3 separate regions of the Mus musculus genome follow, and regions 2 and 3 are each linked to region 1. A link is a contact called in public Hi-C data. All regions are on one chromosome and are shown on one strand. Each heading gives the region's core, a stretch centred on a gene start, on an enhancer-like site or on the middle of the called end of the contact. The rest is flanking DNA. Distances are from core to core; before and after follow the strand shown. Region 1 overlaps 0610040F04Rik (RIKEN cDNA 0610040F04 gene). Region 2 overlaps Itpr1 (inositol 1,4,5-trisphosphate receptor 1). Region 3 overlaps Itpr1 (inositol 1,4,5-trisphosphate receptor 1).

What was found. Hi-C and Micro-C count contacts between places; a contact is called where the count stands out from the background.
Region 2: a Hi-C map of bone marrow-derived macrophages shows a contact between it and region 1, with 30 read pairs. The contact joins two enhancer-like sites. A contact is called at or near these places in 1 of 484 Hi-C or Micro-C datasets (bone marrow-derived macrophages), 8 of 115 datasets of contacts at active chromatin or transcription factors (the HPC-7 cell line, embryonic stem cells, epiblast stem cells and 1 more) and 1 of 9 other capture datasets (embryonic stem cells).
Region 3: a Hi-C map of bone marrow-derived macrophages shows a contact between it and region 1, with 26 read pairs. The contact joins two enhancer-like sites. A contact is called at or near these places in 1 of 15 datasets of contacts at CTCF or cohesin (large pre-B cells), 3 of 484 Hi-C or Micro-C datasets (the Ba/F3 cell line, bone marrow-derived macrophages and pancreatic cancer cells), 4 of 115 datasets of contacts at active chromatin or transcription factors (astrocytes, embryonic stem cells and stem cell-derived neural progenitor cells) and 4 of 9 other capture datasets (adipose tissue, embryonic stem cells, liver and 1 more).

The regions. Positions count from the first base shown.
Region 1 is chr6:108,610,442-108,613,382 of GRCm38.p6, reverse strand. It overlaps 0610040F04Rik (RIKEN cDNA 0610040F04 gene), which reads left to right. Exons shown (of 7, transcript NR_104577.1): 3 at 169-251. Among named protein-coding and RNA genes, the nearest start is that of Bhlhe40, 49 kb to the left of the region's middle. Within about 2 kb of position 1,537, at least 12 of the 459 cell types and tissues checked have an H3K27ac peak or open chromatin away from gene starts, as enhancers often do. A contact at or near this core is called in bone marrow-derived macrophages, where this site is marked.
Region 2 is chr6:108,447,704-108,450,538 of GRCm38.p6, reverse strand. The region is part of intron 44 of Itpr1 (inositol 1,4,5-trisphosphate receptor 1); the gene reads right to left. Among named protein-coding and RNA genes, the nearest start is that of Gm35165, 23 kb to the left of the region's middle. Within about 2 kb of position 1,543, at least 159 of the 459 cell types and tissues checked have an H3K27ac peak or open chromatin away from gene starts, as enhancers often do. A contact at or near this core is called in bone marrow-derived macrophages, where this site is marked.
Region 3 is chr6:108,425,146-108,428,298 of GRCm38.p6, reverse strand. All of the region lies in intron 40 of Itpr1 (inositol 1,4,5-trisphosphate receptor 1), which reads right to left. Among named protein-coding and RNA genes, the nearest start is that of Gm35165, 46 kb to the left of the region's middle. Within about 2 kb of position 1,313, at least 158 of the 459 cell types and tissues checked have an H3K27ac peak or open chromatin away from gene starts, as enhancers often do. A contact at or near this core is called in bone marrow-derived macrophages, where this site is marked.

The DNA of each region.
Region 1 (2,941 bases), core at 288-2,787:
GACTAATGAAGCCCATTTCCAGGTGGTGCCAGCCTTGTTGGAGTCTTTAGTGAATAGGGTGGGGTTGGGGGCATTGCAGAGAACTCTCATGGAGGTTAACAAAGGACATGGAACTGTTTCTTGAAGGCTGGCACTTATGTTTTGACCAGCAAGTCTCTTTCTTCTCAGACCTCTTGTGAAGATTCTCTTACCACGAGTTCAAGAAACCTGCAGCTTGTACAGCTTTTGCACCTTGGGTTAACCATTTAAATGTAGGTCATCTTAGCCAAAACAACTCTTACAACCTACCCTCTATTATTTAATCTGTTTTAGATTGTATTTCCTGTGTTTGTATACGAACAACTTATTTGAAAGTAGTTGGAATTGTTTGTACAAATATATTCTCTGTCCAAAGATAAAGGGGAATGAGTTTGGAGCAATACAGATAGCAACAGGAAATATGATGATCTGGTGGGGAATTAGCTTAGCCAGTAAAGTATAAGCCATGCAAGCGTTGGGGACCTAGAGTGGATCCTCTGAATCCAAGTACATAAGCCTGCTGAGTTGGCATACATTTGGAATGCCAGTGCTGGGTAGGCAGACCGGGTAGATCCTTGGACCCTCTGCCCAGCAAGCCTGGCTTATTGGGGATATCTAGGCCAGTGGGAGACCCAGTCTCAAGGAAGAAAATGAAGATAACAGGGTAGACAGCAACTGAGGAGCAACACCCAAAGTTGCTCACTGTGTTGTCCAGGCTGGCCTCAACTTCACCATAATCATCCTGCTTCAGTCACCCAAAGTGCTGGGATTACAGCCAGGAGCCACCACATCGAAATTTGAATATTCACTTTTAAAACACCCGCCATTCACCCACTGAGTCCAGTAGTCAGGTTGCTTAACCTCTCCAGTGATTTGCTGATTTACATTTTCCGGTATCCTGTTGTTTATCCAGTTAATATCTATCCTCACAGGCTGTATTTTGCTCTCACAGAAAGTACTGGGAAGTCTGCTACCCTTAGTAATTTGCTGCCCTAGGCAACTGCTTGTTTGGGCTCAGTTCTCCCAGCTGGAGTCATTGTTCCAACTTATTTGTACGGTAAGTTGTTTCTTAGGTCCCTGCCTGCCTATTCTCAGAGCTCACAGGGTAGGCCTTGGTATTATTATTATTATTTTTATTTTTGTACTTAGCAATTATGTTCTTTTATAAACTAACTAATGGGAAGAAAAATGAGCTATCAGACTGGGAGGAAAGTGTTTAAATTGTTGTCATTGCTTGTTGGTGGGTAAAGTGCTTGGATGGAACATTCTAGTTGTCTACGTGGATGATGCTCATCTGTGGTTCCCAGGAATGGTCCTGCATCCTCAGCTTCCTCCTCTCTTCAGGTGTTCTGTGTCATTTATTTTTCTGTGGCCATGATAGAATACCCCAGCATTCAGCAAGTTACAGGAGAAAGGGTTTATTATGGCTTACAGTCCATTGCCTCAGGGGAGGCATGGCACCAGGCATGTGAGGCTGATCCTCCGCACACGGTAAGCTGAGAGAGAAGAGGAAGTGGGGCCAGATGGAGAGACAGGAAGTAGTCAAAGAATGGCCAGTGCCAGCAAAGAAACTTGACTGAGCAGTGTCTACAATCATTGCCTGTGATTTTTTTTTTAAAGTTACCATCTGCTTGCTAATAATGTTTTAAAAATCAGGACCCGAATTCAACCCCTCCAGATTGTTTGTTTAAAATTATTTGGTCTATCTAACAAGTGGTGAGAAATTACCAGGAGCTCCGAGAGAAAACTCCATAATTCATTCACACAGACTCGACGGTTTAAATTAGGCAAACGTATCATCACATTTATTTTAGTCCGTTTTCTTCTCTTGTTTTGATCTGCTGTTTGACTTTTTTGCCTTGCCAACCCAGATTCAACTGTCTGTAAAGACATCTCGCTATCACTTAAAAATCAGCTCTTTTTCCTTAGCTAATCTTGTACTCGGAAGAATTAAGACAATATTGCCTAGCTGTACTGTTGACTCACGTGCAACCCATAGAAAGCTAAATTGCTTTCATGTGGCTGATTAGGTTTTATAGCAATGTCCCTGATGAACATATGCTCTTTCGAAATTGACAATAATTCTATCAGTTTAAACATTTTAGTCTCTGTAATATAGGATATGTACAATGCACAGAAGATAAATTTTTATTTATTTATTTTTGGTGGGGGTGGGGTGGGGTGGGGGTGGGGCAGGGTGTTGTTTTTGTTCTTTGAGACAAGATCTTTCTACTTAGTCCTAGCTACCCTGGAATTCACCATGTAGACCAGGTTGGCCTGAAACTCACCAAAAAATCTGCTTGCTTCTGCCTCCAAAATGCTGGGATTGAAGATGTATACTACCGCGCCTGAAAATTGTTATATAACTTTAAAATGCATATTTGTGTCAAAGGGGTTTTATTGAATAGTATACTTTAGGAAAAGAAAGTATAAATCTGCAAAAGCTGATTTCTAAAGGACATAGTCTTTTTTGTTATGACTGTAACAAAATACTCAAGGCTGGGATGATGCATAAAGATAAGAGGTTTACTTTGGCTTGTGATTTCAAAAGTCTAAGAGCATGGTACCAACATCTGTCTGGCTTTTCGTGAGGACTGGGTGCTGTCTGTGTGTGTGAAACACAAGTGTACAAAAAGAATAAAAATACAAGACAGAGTTTGTATGTGTGCACACATGGGTATCAGGCTTGTTTAGTTATAACCAGCTCTCATGAGAACTAACCCCCTTTTTTTTTTTTTTTAAGTTTTTTGAGTCTGTAAACTGGAGCTCATTCTATAGACCAAACTGGTCTTGAACTCAGAAATTTGGCTGCCTCTGCCTCCCAAGTGCTGAGATTGAAGGCATGCACCACCACGGCCCAGCAGAACTAACCCATTCTTATTGGAGCTACATCAATCCCTTTCTCTGAGTGGACTCTACCAGG
Region 2 (2,835 bases), core at 294-2,793, 160 kb after region 1:
ACGAAACCAGCCTCTGGAAGAGCAGCCTGTGTTCTTAACTGTTGATCTATCTTCTAGCTCATTCTCTTGTATTTTTATTTGCTGCTCTTTAGTCATGCAGAGACTGCAGAATTTGAGTGTTCCTTCAGATGTCTGGTCTTAGAACTCTATTCAAGCCTCTGGGTTTTACGGGAAGGGAGGAGAACAGGACTTTGCTCTTTATCCTTTCTCGCCTTTTAATTTTCTTTGTGGATGGCCAGAAGAGCTGATATATGTAAAATTCTTCTTCTGTCTGTCGTGGGATTTTACCATTCAGGAAGGAACAATATCAGGTCTCTACTATCTCTAGAAGGACTATCCCCATGAGCTGTGCTTCTTCCTAATAACACAACTGTCAGTCTTGGATGAATAAGCCTGGCGATTTTTAAAGCAGTGTCTTGGCTTAACAGCCAAATTGAATGCTTTTAGACCTACACACTGCCAAAGGTTGTCACTTAGGCAGACTCACTAACAATCAGAATAGAGCTCTGAGAGTTCACATTGTCAGTAAGTCAGGTCAGTGCTTGAGCGTGGGAACTGCGGAGTGTTTCACACACATATGGAAGCTGGAGAAGGACATTAGGCATCCTTTTCTATCCATCTCCACTTTGTTCCTTTGACAGCCTTCCATTAAGCCTAGAGCTTGGTGTTGACCATCAAGCCACTGAGACACTGACTCCGCCCCTCACAGTGCTTAGGTGAGAGGAACACGTGTGACTACATGCTCATGAGAACTCATGCTTGCCTAATAGCACTCTGATGCACTGAGCCATCTCTTCAGCCCCAACAGTAGCTCTTTTTGAATTATGGCTGTCTATGAGAGCAGGATTTAGGCCAATAATCCAAAGGACTTCTGCTCAATGACACCTGATTTCCTAGAGAACGACAGGAGGACAATACGCTCACATGTCAAAGGCACTGGAGGGAGGGAAAAGAAAAAGGCTGAACCAGCGGAAAAGAATATCATCTCTCTTCTGCTCATTTGGCATGGCTACCAGCATAAGAAGTTATACACCAAAGGCAATCATATTTCCTAACTTTCTGGATGTTCAAAATTATCTTAAATATATAGTCAGAAAGGTTTAAGTAAGGTAGTGAGAGAAAGCAAAACAGCCTACAGACCTCTCTGGGTGATAAACCACTTCACAGAAACAAACAAACAAACAACCAGACATGTTTGACAGAAATCAAGGCTAATAAATGAAGCCTGTCTTGAAATGACAAGCAACTTCCTGAAACAATAGAAACTAATATCCGAATGTCTTAAGAGCTTGGAGGAGTTGAACGCCACACAAGGCACCTTCTGGGACTCAGCAGGGGCCCTGAGAGGCAGCACCTGTCAGCAGCTTGCTCACCAGGTGAGCAACTAGGTAAAGAAAGGTAAGGCACTTTGGCTGGAGGCCTGAAGAAAGGGCATTTCTTGGGTCAAGCACTTTTCCCCTCTTGCTATTTGTTTAATCTTCTGGAGAGTTCCACAATGGACTTTGTTTTCCAACCCCCATTAGGGAAGAGAAACCTTCAAATTCAAAGTTACTAAAGGCTGACAAGGGCACAGCTGGATTCCAATGTCCCACTCAGGAGGTCAGAGCCCTTTGTGTGACAGGTCGCCTTTCAAGGCTCTCTCCCAAATCTCTGCATATTTATACACTGATTCTCAGGACTCACAGGTGGACCCTAGATGTGGTGGTATTTTTTTTGCAAGTGTAAGTGGCCTCACTGTTCAGATCCCTCTAGTTGACTGGCATGCACAGTTCTGGGAGTGGGGTGGGATATGCCCCATGGAGATGCCAGGCTGTTTTTATCAGTCTCAATGCCAAAAACCACCTATAAGTCCCTACATGTTGCGGGAGAACAGTCCCTGACTCTGGGGTTAGCTCACTTCTTTCCACATGGATAAAACCTGAGGTTAGAAAACACCACTTGAAAGTGACTCATTTCTAACTCCCCTGCCAAAAACAACACCCATTTACGCAACTCCCTCACACAGCAGACTCTTCCTCCTCTTCAGGGTGACTGCCCTATCAAACTGAGGCGGATCTCCCTACAAGCTGCCCTTCTGTTCATTACCAGAGATTCAAATCACACTATTCTACATGCATCTATCTTTCTGTGATGGGGGGGGGGGGGAGGGAGGAAGGGGGTCGCAGACAGTCAAAGCAATGAGTTCCTCCCACGCTGTGCTCTGCAGTGATAGGTCCAGATAGCGTACGATGTCATATCCCAGACCGGCTGGGACTCATTTCTTAACCCAACCTTCAAAAGTGGTCGGGGAAAGGCCCCATGAATCAGGGAACTCTCTCTTTTCAGCTGAACTCACAGCTTGGTTTCTGGACTCAGAGCACCTCATATTTTCCACCTCTAACTGTGTACGTGCAGAGGGAAAACTTTCATTGGGTGTGTCTGTAACCCAGACCTTGGCAGAGGAATAGCCGTGGGCAGTCACTTGATATATGAAAATCACTGTGCTTCTGCAAATGGAGGCAAGTATTCCAAGAGGAAAAAAAAATTATCCCCTTAGTTTGCTACAGAGTGCTACATCCCTCTCCAAACATCTGTATCAGCTTTTAACCTTTTAAAGTCATGGAAGTTCATAGACAGATTTTCTTCCTCCACATTCCAGGTAAGGACAACCCCTGTCCTCTGCGGGGAAGAGGACACGAAGGGAACTCCCCCCCCCCCCCCACACACACACCCCGGGTGCTGGTGGGAACATCTTAGTAGGAAGGAACACAGAAGTTGGCACGGGCGTGAAGGACGGATATACAGACAGCACCATGAGGCTTACTGAGTGCTGTGTGTGCCAGAAATTAATTCATA
Region 3 (3,153 bases), core at 64-2,563, 180 kb after region 1:
ATCACAGCTGGTCGGTGGATGATGAACACGTCTAGTTATGAATCTGAAAACTGAGTACTGCCCCAGACTGCTTCATCATATTGCCCCTTTGATTAAAAGTTTCCCCAGAACTCTCAAAGATGTTCAGCAAAACATAATTTCGTAGAAACAAAGATCCAAATGAGTAACAAACATTTAAGAATAACTTAAACAGTAACTCAAGTTTCTGAGCCCTCAATGTCCTTGTTGGATGAGGCCAATAATCAAGGTATTATAACTGTGATGTCAACCAAGTAACGTGATATGTGCATAGAAGATGCCTGTGGGCTTGCTTCATATAAACAAGGCACCCTATTTCTTATGGAGGGATGCACATCTGTTATCACTCTTTGAACTTCTTAAAGAAAAGATACCTATATATGTCCTAGGTTACTCCTGGTGCTTTCGAGTCAGCAACCCTCCCGACCCCGTCTCTCTCTCTCTATCCAGCCCTTTTATATGAGTCTATTATAGGACCAGCACACAGTATGGCTGTGAATAGGCTTTGCTTTCTTCTGCCCTTAACCGGAATCCCTCTCTGGCCTCTGAGCATCCACCATTTTCTCTTCAATATAATGTCCACTTATGGACCATCTTGGCAGTAGTTGGACACAAGTCAAGACATGTATGATAGGCTCATATATCAGTACATCAAAAATAATTTATCATTTCTGGTTCCCTAAATCAGCACTCCGTTGCTTCTCAATCTACTTATAACCCTGGGAAAAGGAAACAAAACAAGAGTGAATGGGCTAGCAAGTCAGGGTCCATCTTTTATCAGACTTTGAAACCTCTTCATTGAGAGAAAAGAAATCTTTAAAAAAAAAAACCCAAACCAAAGATGGAAGGTTTTTTTTTTTTCTGAATTTAAATGGACAATTTTAAATATTCACATCTACAAATACAATTCTCATTTTAACTGCATTTGCTTTTAGAAATAAGGATAAGTTAAAAATTAAATGGCTCCACCCATGAACTTTGATGCATATCTTACAGAGAGGATTCATCAGAACTCAGTAGTGTGGTCCGTTAGTTAAAAAATGCAAACTGGCATGACGCAACTACACAACTTCAGTCATTCTGGAATAATCTCAGAAACAATAACAAAGAGAGTCCAAAGATTTGAAAAGGCCCTCAGCAGACTCCGCAGTGGCTTCTGTGTGCTGACAGCAGAGCTTGCTCTGTGGTTGCCAGTGTCTAACAGTAAACAGTCCTGCTGCACTTATTGGCAATTACTGCTGAAGGTCGCACATCAGCAGTGAGCTTAAATTCCAGGAAAAAAAGAAAGGGCTTATGTAACGGCTGCCTGAGGGTTGGCAGGTTCCCAACTCAGCAGTTTGCAGCAATGTAAGAAAGTAGGACGCCTCCACCGGGTCGGACGTCATGAGCGCGCCCCCTGAAGGTGAAAACTAGCAATTCCTAAGCGGCTGTCTGCACCCCTACCCCCACTCCCACCCTTCACATCCTGAATATTACAGACATTTTTGTCTGTGGCATCACTAGCTTGTAGGGGAGAGAAGTTTAGGTCACAATAAATAAAATCAGGCTACAGCTACTCTGGGTGACAAGGATATCTGTTGTGTTGTTTTGTTTTTTTTTTTCAATACAGGAAAGCAAAGTTGCAGTTGCCTGCTGTCACCAGGGTGACAGTAATTCAGTGAGGATGTCATATTAAGTGAAGAGGAATGGGCATGTCTGTTGAACTACAGCACACACTTTTAAAACACACAACTTAGTATCAAGGACAAAAATGAGGAAACCTAGATGGCCCACCCCATCATCCACTACTGCTGCCTAAACCCCAAGTATGTTCTTAAAAGGCATGGCACTTCCTAGTTTAGAAAAGTAGGTCCTGCCTTGAGGTTCCCCACTGCATTCTTGCCTGACCTCTGAAGTGACTACTTGCCCTTCTGACATATCGAGAAAGCCCCAGATAACATTTCCCCACAATTCCATGTATTTCTATCATGCTGCATGACAGGCTGGGGTAACTTTTCCATTAATTTGTATGGTCTCTAGCAGAGTCTCCAGCACGGCAGATACTATGTTTTTGGAGGCACATTGTATCAAACCCTTAACATAGTACCTGGAACCTAACAGATGCTTCCAGTGATAGAAATCAGGATCTTTAACATCAGCTGATGTCCATTTATGGCCAGTGAGGGAGCTTTCTGTATCTTGATCTTTATCTGCGGCTCCCTCTGTATAGTTACCCCTGGCAACTGTCAGAACCATAGGATACCAATACTCTGTGGCCCTGGCCCTTCTGATAACTGACTGGCCTTTGTCATCAGTCCAAGATTTTGGGGGGATGTATAGTCCCAAGCACACAAATGTAGCAATCCATGAAGCTTCACACACACAGTGCAGGTAGTTTTTCTATCCCCACCCCACCCTCACCCCCGCATCCACCCCTAGTTTGTTTCTCCTATCTCCAGTGAACAAGATCAAGTCGGGGTAAAGATAGAGACTGCCTCTCTTGCCAAGAAGCAAACACAAACACCGACACCCTCCTGTTCCTGGTGTCAATTAAAATTTTATTCTAGAGGGCAGCTGGGAAGAGCCTGTACATGCATGCTCTTTATGAGAAGTTTGTGCCTCTACCCTTACTTTAGCGTCTTGCCCAAAGTCCTGATGTTCATGCAGGAGGTCTTTCCCTCTCTCCCAAGTTGTTTGCAGCCATCTATTCCCCGAGATACTCAACTGTCCTTATCGTCATCAAAAGGCAGTGGCTCTTCCGCAATGAGAAATTGGAGGGACCATGCATGCTTACTATTTGCCCCACTGCCACCACCATGATCACTCGGGACAGAAGCCTTCAGTGTTAGGTGTGAGGCTCGTCCCTACCCAGATCCTTTGCTGTCAGGAGCTCTCATTAAACTTCTGTAGAAGCACAGCTGTGGACTACAGCTTCCCCAAGAACACACTGGTAGAAGGTTGCGGGGGGGGGGCGGGGGGGGATTGTACCACAGGGAGCTGTGATAGTTTCCAGAATGGGCTGATAATAAAGGCCAATCAGTCACCTCTGAGAAGAGGGCCAGAGCCAATAGCCTGAGGGACCAGGGACAGGGTGTTGGTGTCCCTGGGTTCTGACGGTTGCCAGGGGTAACTACGCAGAGGGGAGCCACAGTTGCT